Linked DNA regions of Astyanax mexicanus: region 1 is linked to region 2. Evidence: chromatin contacts called from public Hi-C data. All regions are on one chromosome and are shown on one strand. Each heading gives the region's core, a stretch centred on a gene start, on an enhancer-like site or on the middle of the called end of the contact. The rest is flanking DNA. Distances are from core to core; before and after follow the strand shown.

The links. A called contact is a pair of places that touch in the nucleus more often than the background predicts.
Region 1: a contact with region 2 is called in a Hi-C map of blood, with 6 times the contacts expected there. The contact joins the promoter of trpm1b here to the enhancer-like site in region 2. A contact is called at or near these places in 2 of 3 Hi-C or Micro-C datasets (blood and muscle).

Annotation. Positions count from the first base shown.
Region 1 is chr2:57,394,120-57,399,397 of AstMex3_surface, forward strand. It overlaps trpm1b (transient receptor potential cation channel, subfamily M, member 1b), which reads left to right and starts at 2,774. Exons shown (of 27, transcript XM_015605134.3): 1 at 2,774-3,265. The coding sequence starts at 3,188.
Region 2 is chr2:57,308,895-57,313,831 of AstMex3_surface, forward strand. No RefSeq gene overlaps it. Among protein-coding and RNA genes, the nearest start is that of klf13, 44 kb to the right of the region's middle. Within about 2 kb of position 2,022, the one cell type or tissue checked has an H3K27ac peak away from gene starts, as active enhancers do.

The DNA of each region.
Region 1 (5,278 bases), core at 1,524-4,023, 86 kb after region 2:
ATTTTTTTTTTACATTGTCAATTTAATATTAAATAAATTAAAGCTATACAGGAACACATGCAGATTTTTTTTTTTTTTGTAAACGAAAAGTGTTGAACAAACCAGAATATTTTTTATACTTTCTTCAAAGTACCACATTTAGCTTTGAGGATAGATCTGCACACACTTGGTTTTTTAATCTCAGTGACTTCATGACGGTGAGTCACCTGGAATAGTTTTCTCAGTGCTGAACAATAGTTGCTGCTTTTTTCTTCATGCTGTGAAGCGCCAGCTCATCCCAAATCACCTCAAATCACCATCTTAGTTGGGTTTAGATCAGATGATTGTGGAGGATAAACACTTTTTTGGTTTAATACGTAGTTCTATATGTGTCCCTTAAATGTTTTGGTGTATTTAATACAATCTACAATGTGCAATCTAATCTACAATGTAGAAAATACATTTAATAAAGAAATAAAGAAAAATGATTAAATGAGAAGGCGTGTACAAACTTTTGACTGGTACAGTAAATCTTTTTTTTTTCTTCAAGTTTTATTCAAATTGTGCATTGTGTACTTTCTGCAGCAAAATCAGTCACTACAGACCTCCTAACTTCATGTGGGCTCAAGAACAGTAGAGCACAAGAGCGTAGAGAGTTTCATGGAATGGGTTTTCATGGTCGAGCAGCTGCATCAAAAAATGCAAGGCAGGCAGGTGGATACTTTTGGCAATGTATTGTAATGTATGCCCCAACAAAAGTAAAAAAAAAGGTTATGTGAACAGGCATTAAAATGAACATATTTTCCAACAGAGAATATTCCTATTTTCAGTACTGAGCAGCAGATACTACTTAAATAAATAAATAATTAAATAAAAAGTCACAAAGGCATTTTCACACAAATGCGATGTTCTTATCCAATAAAGTGATTCTGATTTTGAAATTCTCAGGCATTTTCCTTTTTCTGTAATGGTACTTGTGAAGTCCTTTTAAATGACTAGAGACAGACAGGTTATGTGTGGATTCTCCATTGAGAGCTCAGCTTAGTCTGGGCCTAATCTGAGCACAAGTTAATGTAATGGGATTTTTTTTTTTCCAGACCAGTGGTGGATCGTTTCCACTGGTCTATTTATTATTACATGCTGAAACAATGCAATGCAATGCAATATGAGCCTCTGGTAAATATGAAATCAAATGAAACCTTTCTTTGAACTTACTTTAATTATACAGCCTTTAATTTCAATTTCAATTTCAGTTTGCTTTGATAATATATTGAATATAGATTATAAAGGCTTTGATATCTTGATATAAAATGCAATGGCAGTGAACGTTAAAACTGTATGTAGGTTGTGTAGATGTTTCCAGCAGTTCCCACCACATACCTGTAAATGTAATATACAGTATTGTGCAAATGTTTAAGGCACCTGTGGGATTTTCAGTAGAGAAAAAGCTTCTCATCTGTGAAGCAAGTATTTATTGGCTCAGTAAAACACTATTATTACAATAAATACAAACAGCAATTTTACAAAAAGCAAAACATCTCCTAATATCTTATCATCTGAGTTTAATAGAGTTTTTTTCTAGTTCTCATCATATCAACAACAGGTTTGGTAAATTGGTAAATTTGGTAAATCAGGTGAGCTGCTGATGGAACAGAACATAATATACACATGCTGGCTGAGGAGCATCCAGGAGAAATCTGGAACTTCACTTTGTTCTTCAGCTTGGCTCACAGGATATAACATACTTCGTTAAAAATGAGAATTCCTTGTTATGTTTTACTGTATTTATGTTGACTTGCATCTGTTTAAATCATATGTGGTGCTTTCTTCAGGTAAAACACTCATATTGTTGAGAAAAAATGGATTAGTGTAATTTGCTTTGGTGCCTAAAACTTTTGCACAGTTCTGTACGTGTAAAGCCCATCCTTCTTCTCAACCAAGATGACCTGGTCATTGTGATCTGTATCATACAGTATCTACATCTCTATAACATCTCGCACCTGTCACCCTGAAAGTATGTACTGTCTACTGCTCATTGAGCTCCATTGGCTACCAGTTGCTGCTCGTATCAAATTCGTGTCAAAGCTCTTGCAATCGCCTACAAGGTGATGACAGAACAGCTCCCTCCTACCTGCACTGATCGCTCCTGAAGGCTTACGCTACCTCCCGGCTGCTGAGCTCCTCCAATGAACGTCGCCTCGCTTTACCAAACAAACATTCACACAAAGCAATCCAGACTGTTCTCATACAGAGTTCCCCAATGGTGGAACAAACTACCTTCCACTACCAGATCAGGAGAATCTCTCACTATCTTTAATATAAACTCCTAAAGACAGAGCTTTTCAAAGAGCACTTACTCTCCTAACACCTCTAACAAACTACCTTCTACTACCAGATCAGGAGAATCTCTCACTATCTTTAATAAACTCCTGAAGACAGAGCTCTTCAAAGAGCACTTACTCTCCTAACACCTCTAACAAACTAACTACCTCTATCCTCATTTCCTTCTTCCCCTCCTTCACTTCTCTATCCCATTATTTCCCTTTGACCTCCTTTAGGCCCTATCTAAAGATGTTTTTACCTTCTATTACTTTTGTACTTCACTACTGTAAGTCACTTTGGACAAAAGTGTCTGCCAAATGTAATGTAATGTAATGTATGAACAATCTGCATACATCATCAGTGAGGCCCATAACCTGTATGTGTGTGTGTGTGTGTGTGTGTGTGTGTGTGTGTGTGTGTGTGTGTGTTTGCTTTCAGACTCATTTTTGGGGCCATGGTGTCCTAAAGTAGATTTACCTCCAATAACCATTTATTAAATCTCCCTCCATTAAAGTCGGGAGCTTCCAAGAGCCGGGCGCATTAAGCCTGATTATAGTGTGCCAGTAGGAGGAAACAGGGTCTATGTGTCAAGCTGGTCGTCGAATGATTTTTTATCCCTCACCGACGTCTATCTTGTCAGTTAAGAGACAGTGAGCTCAGAGAGAGAGAGATAGATAGATAGGGATAGAGGGAGCGAGAGATAGCAGCAGTAGTAAAGTGTTTGTGTGAGAGAGAGATAGAGATATAGAAAGCACAGAGATGATCCTTTGACTGTGATAGAGGTTTTAGCTGTGACATTAGTACAGTGTGGTTGTGAAAGGGCAAAAGGCTCTTTGGCTACACAGGACAAACATGAGTCTATGAAGACCCGGCAGCGATTAAACACATGGAGAGGGGAGGACGGAAAACAGGAGGCTCTTTCAAACAGACCTCCATCAATCGCACCACCTCTGGCTCTCAGAAGGTAAGATTTTGCTATGAGAGTTTGTAGTCCAGCACAGCTCAGCCACAGTTAACCCTTTAATGTCCCACCTTACTTACATCATTAATCACAGGTAATTCATCAAACAGTAATACTATTATCGACTTACTAGACAGTATACTGACATTACCTAAATATTGCCCATTTTGTTTTGGGTAATGTTTTACAATAAGGTTAAATAAATTAACAGTAACAACTAATTGTTAATTGACACTAGTTAAGAAAGAATAAATAACGTCTTTATCTTATTTACAAAGTTCATAAAAGCATTAAAATGTAGTAATGTTTAATAATGTCTTAACTAATGTTCGTTAATAAATAGTTGAGGCATTACTTTGCCATTTAAAATGTTTAAGTACTGCTGTAAGTTTGGTTATTTGTGACCCTTGTTATAAAGTTTTACCTGTTTTTCTTGGGAAGGAGAGCAAATTAACATAAAGCTAATATTTCAACTCATATTTTGTTTTTGTTTTATTTATATATGATATTTAAAATGTTTATACTCCAATTCCAATATGTTTCAAAGGCTTTTTAAAAAGGTGTTGCTGTATTATTATGTTTAATTGCAATCATTTCTGTGAGAATATGTCATCCGATAAAAATTGTAATTGTATATAATAATAATAATAATAATAATAATAATAATAATAATAATAATTTATTAGGAATTTTAAAATCAACATGTCCAGAAGCTCAGGGATGCTCAGATGAAGAAAATGTCAAGTATACTCAACAGAGGTGATTCTAGGATCCGAGCTATAGGTATGATATTCACAAATTAATTTATAATAAATATTTAATTATTTACTACACAAAATACATATATTTTTATGTCATTTTGTACTATCAATGATTTTTAACCATCAATCAGGACAGGAGGCTGTGTCATATCAGAAAAATTTGAATAGTTTTGATTTAAATCAGACATTCTAATTCTAATAATCTGTTATCAATTTAATTAAGACCATTTGCAGGTTCTGAACTTATGATCGAGACACTACTACACACAGGTGACAGGTGTGATACTTTTAACTTTTCACTTTAAACATCATTTAGAAGTTTAGAAGCCAATAAAACTGGTCAGCGCACAGTCACTGTATGCTGCTGTATGTATTTGTTGTTCAAATATTATTTTTACGATATACTTTTTTTGTTTTTAAATTGTCATCCTATCAGACAAACTTCTGTTTATATTCACTTTTATGCTTTACGGGTACTGGGATTCAAAAAGGGCTTAGAAACTCCTATGATGTTCGCTGTTAACTTAAGAAAAATAAATGTACTTAAGTGCGTCAGGAAAACAAGATTATCTCTGGACATCTGTGTTGCTTCAATTGCTTCACTTAAACACATTACTACACATTAAAACAAGAATGCAACTCCCATGATTCCAGGCATTCTGTTTCTGTTAAACATTTAAAGGAACTCTCTTCTCTAACTAACCCTGAGGGAGACATTACAGAGCTGACATTTCCTCACTTTTATGGCTTTAGATTTTCACACTCACTTAACTCTTGTTAGCATGGCTAATAAAGTGGTTACTTACTTTTAAGTCAAGCAGCTGCGCACTTATATAGCTAAGCACTCTCTGTCCTTCTCAGCAGTGTTCATTTAAAAAACGTAGAGCATTTGTTTTTTTTGTTTTTTTTTTTATTTTGAGCAGAGTATTTGCTCTTTGTAATCACTATTAATAATCCATTAACATCACATAGTGACAAGACTATGTAAAACCACATGCTGCACATGTTACAAAAGCATGGCTGAGGAAAAAAGGGTATGGGTAATGGACTGTTCTACCTGCAGAGAGAGAATGTGTGGATAATTCTGAGATTAAATATGTAACAATGACAATCCTGTATGTCTGTATGACTTAAGACATGTTCACAGGAATAATGGGACAAAATAACCCCTAAATCACTTCATTACTTGGTATTCTCATTGCCAAAACTAGTGAAAGTAAATGTAAAAATCTAACAAAGAAACAAAAAACATGTT
Region 2 (4,937 bases), core at 772-3,271:
TTTAAATTGAAGTCTGTAACAAAGAAGATTTGGTCAGCAGTCCAGGTCTTGGCATATCTGGACTCTTACAGATTGATCCTGCTGTATGTACGTAGTTGGCAGGGGTGGAGCCTAATTTCTGGGCAACCAGGCAGGGCCAGTCTGGATGATTGAGTTGGAATAAATGTGGCATCAAAGTCTTCTGTTAGAACCATCGCAATGTAACTTTGTTGGAGCTGCACGAGACCTCTTGCAAGACCTGTGTAGACTTGCATAGCCCAAATCATATTTGTGTAACATTATGAAAATCCACTGTGTTCGTCCACATGCTTCTTTCACTTTCAGTAACGAATCTTTGAATCTCCTAGCTAGTCAAAAATGTTTATAACTGTCCAGAAGGGGGAGCTTAAATCCTGATTTGTATTTACAACAGTGACATAGAAGTCAAAATTACAGTTCCAAACTATGAGGAACAGTATGGGGGAAAAAATGGCACTGTGTACATATTTTAGAAAAACAAAATACAGCTTTGATTTTACCTAATTGAAAACCTCTGGAATATAATCAAGAGGAAGATGGGTGATCACAAACCATCAAACTGAGCTGAATTTGTGCACCAGGAGTAAAGTTATTCAAAAGCAGTGTGTAAGACTGGTGGAGGAGAACATGCCTGAAAAGATTTTTTGAACTTTACAAACTTGTTTTCTTTGCATTATGTGAGGTCTGAAAGCTCTGCATCTTGTTTGTTATTTCAGCCATTTCTCATTTTCTCTTCATGAAATCTCTTCATCTTCATTAAATGTTCATAAAAAACGTATTTATATTTTTTATACTGTTTTATGTAGGCCTTTAGTCCACATGGCTCAGAGACAATATATGTTGTATCATTTAAGACACATTAGTGTATCTAAAAAAGGACACACTAATTCTAAAAGTGTTTATGGAGAGGATCCGTTTATCACTACCTCATCACTGTCCTGCCCAGTAGTGCAAACTTCTCAAATCAGCATTCATGAGGCAGAGGAGATCTAATCAGGGAGACTGTAAAAACAGTGTGTGAACCTGCTGACACTGAAGAGGCCACGTGGAAGAGGGGAAGAGTGGAAAGGGCTGGAGAGCTTCTTCTGGGAGGGTGTTTCTTTTTAAAGGAGTGTGTGAGAAAGAGAGTGAGAGAGAGAAAGAAAGAGAGAGAGTGGGGGAGTGTGCATCCTCTTTGTGTTTTCAGGATTTATGGTAGCTGGTCACATTAGCAAAGAGATCTGGCAGACACACATTGCACACACATAGACACACACACACACACACACACACACACACATTGTTCAGTTTTTTTTTGGCAGACACTACAGATGCTTAGTAGGGACGACAATGAGACAGCCCCACAGCCCTGACAGCCCTGTTGCCACTTGTATAGGAGTAATTTCCCTGCGAGAGTGCTTATCAAAAACACTAATTATCATCTTTGCTTTCATGTCAGTCGCAGGCACAACCGGCTCTGCTCTCCCGCAACAAGATCCCCCTCCAAAAAAAGAGGAATTTAAATACCTCTGATAAATATTGATGTTTATCTGGTGCTCAGCTCCTCATTAAAGCCTCCAGAATCAAATCCGAGCCCCGGTTGTCGTTTCAAATGGAGCATGGAATTTTCCTAGCTCTGTTTCCACATCATGTCTTCATTATCCTTTCTTTCTTTCTGGGGGCTTTTGAAGGCTTTTATATTTTTGTCAATCATGAGGGTGTAACATGAAAATATAATGCCCTTGTAGAGGCTTCAGAGGTTTGGGGTGCAAGGCAGCAACACAAAGAGATATTCCTGAAGCTTATTAATGAGAGCAAAAAGTTCAATATTTATTATTATATTGTCAGAACATGAAGGTTATAGCGTGACACCATGATGAATAGCGTCACGAATGAAATTCGGGATCAGTCTCACATCTCTGCCCCTTTAATCCCTGCAGAGTTGGCATTAATGAGCGGAGGCTGGGTGGTGCGCTGGGGGTGTGTTAACGTGAAGCTGCAGGGCTGTTTAGATAGCTCATATATTAGAGCTGGGCTGTGCCTGTCCCTCGCAGGCATCAGGAGCTCTGAGCTCTCCCACTGATCTCAGATCTGTACAGCCAGCTGCCAGTCTCACATCACTGCAGACCCACAGAGTATTACACGCTGCCCGCACAAACAACATCACCATGAGCAGCACCAGCAGCACACAGCACAACCAACACAAGACAGACAGAAAGAAAGAAAGAAAGAAAGAAAGAAGGCAAAGGTATTAAGAAAGGTATGATGTATAGAATGAGAAAATGGAAAGAAAAAATGAAAAAGTATGGGAAAACAAGACAAAGGAAGTAGGGAAGAAGAAAACAGCAACAAAAGAAAGGACAAAGGGAAAGAAAGAAAAAAAGACGGAAGTAAAAATTCAGAAGGACATAAGGGAAAAATAAAAAAAAATAGAAAAAAATAACAAAAGAAACAGACAGAAGTAAAAGGAAAGAAAAAAAGAAGTAATAAATAAAAACAAACAAACAAAGGAAATGTTTAATTATATATGGAAAAGAAAGAAAGGATGAAAGCTAAGAGCTGAGCTGAGTACTTATATAAATTTTTGAAAAAGACACAGATGAGTGAAGGAAGAATGAATGAAGCAGTGAGAAGTGTAGAAGAACGAAAGAATGAAGGAGAGAAGATAGAATTTTGATGAGAACGATAAAGATTTACTTTGCCAATGGCCAGACTGTGTCCTCCCCTTCTACTCTCTCTCTCTCTCTCTCTCTCTCTCTCAATCTTCATTTCCAGCACAGGCAGAAGTGTGCATGCCAGTGCAAGCCGGTGTCGCCCCCACACAAACCGGAGAGAGAGAGAGAGAGAGAGAGAGAGAGAGAGTTCCTGTGTGTGAGAGAGAGAAAGATACAGAGAGAGAGAGAGAGAGAGAGGTCACACCACAGCAGCACCCACTGAGAGACTCCCACACACAGTCTGAACTGCCTCAGTCTGTCTGCCTCACAGCACCGGGCATTACCATCCTACCACCACCTACTCACATACTCTCTACACACTCCAATCTCTCTCTCTCTCTCTCTCTCTCAGTCCTGCCTTAATGCCTCCCTACACACATACAGTACCCACTCTCCTGCCTTCTCTTCTTTCATCCCACAAACATCAAATATTATTTATGCTATAGATTCAGCAGCACTGACACACACACCTCTCAGCCCTCACACCACAAATATGAGTAAAACTCTGGGTGGTGGAGTGAGTCATTTAGGTGTCTGATTTTTTTTCTGCTGTGAATTAATTACCAGCACTTCATCACTAAAGGCGAGCAGACAGCACTTAACTGCTGAAATAAAACGTAGAAAAAGGAAATAAAAGAACAAAGCAGGAAGCACTTCTTCCTTACCTCAGCCCCACCTCCCCCCTATTACACACACAAACACACACACACACACACAAACACACACACACACACACACACACACACACACACACACACACACACACACACGTACACAAGCTCAGCCTTCCACCCACTTAGTCGTGCTCAGGAGAGGAACACAGAGTTCTCTGGGTTTGTGTAGCTGTCCTCACATAGCCCCTCCTGCTCACTCTACACACACAAAGCGTGGGGGGGAAAAAAGCACGAGTTCACGCCTCGGATTTTGATACAATCGTTCAGAAAGTTCCAGTCTGCAGGTTTTAGCCAGGGACAGCAAGTGCATGCCAGGTCAAGTATGTGAGAATATGATTCTCAGTAAAAACACTTAAAGGGCTTTAGAGTGTTCCTGCCCTGAAAAATACCTGCCATAACCAAAACAGAGCAGTTAAAAAAACACAATCTGTTACGTCCCCCAAAACTGTTACGTCTGTTACAGTCTTCAATCATTATACTGTACTTACACCTCTACAATTTACAAACACCCAGTCCAACTGCATTCAGTCCACAATGGTTTTCCTTAGGGGTCCTATTTTAGTGCTCTATAGCGCACAGGTCAATTGCACATTGCAAAGACTGATTTAGGGCATGTTGGTGTGTCTCTGGTATTATGAGGGCACAATAAATACGCCTAGCGCAGCTCAAAGTTAGCAAAACGCATGTAAGAATTCTCTTAATGTATCATGGGTGTTTTTTGGGCCCCGTGATCCTTAACGGATAAAGCGGTTGACGATGAGTGTGAGTGAGTGAGTGTGTTTTGGGAAAAATGTGAAATAAACAAATTAGTGTGCTAGTTGTCATTCCCTTTAAGAGCCAGCTGCACTCTGACATCAGTGCAACAATGGTCACAACTGCACCTTTAAGATCAGCCTCTCCAGAGTACTAATAAGCTGACTCCGCTCTTCCCACACACACACCTGTGGGACATCAGCTTATTACATGGACTATATATATATATATATATATATATATATATATATATATATATATATATACTGGGATTGACTTACATTGATATCTTAACAGTGTGGCGCTTTTACACGTCTCAGCAGAGAAAACTGACCTGTGCGTTCACACTGTGAAGGTGTGGCAGCAGGTAATTTAAGGGAACAGAAATGTTATTTTGTTCTTTTTTCTGCAGCTTGTTTATTTGTGTGTAACGAGCAGAGGTGTAAGCATGCTGAGCATGTGCAATGTGCACGGTGCTTCTGCATGGCTAAAATGCATGGCTAAAACAGGATTGAGTGGCTGACTGTTGTCAGGGTTTAAATCAGTCAGTGGCACCTGTATTTTCCACCACCAAGATAGAAACACTCCAGATATTTACCTAAACACACCTAACTTTCAGACCACCACGCCCATCAGTGTAGATTTATTCCTAAACTCTGATGCTATTTTAAGGGCGTGGGTACAAGGCGTGAAAATAGACTGTTGATAGGTTTAAGATAGCAACAAGGCTCGCAACACATTTTGCACAGGATGTCTGATAGGGCCCTAAGGGTGTTTTCACACCTGTTGTTTGTTTTTC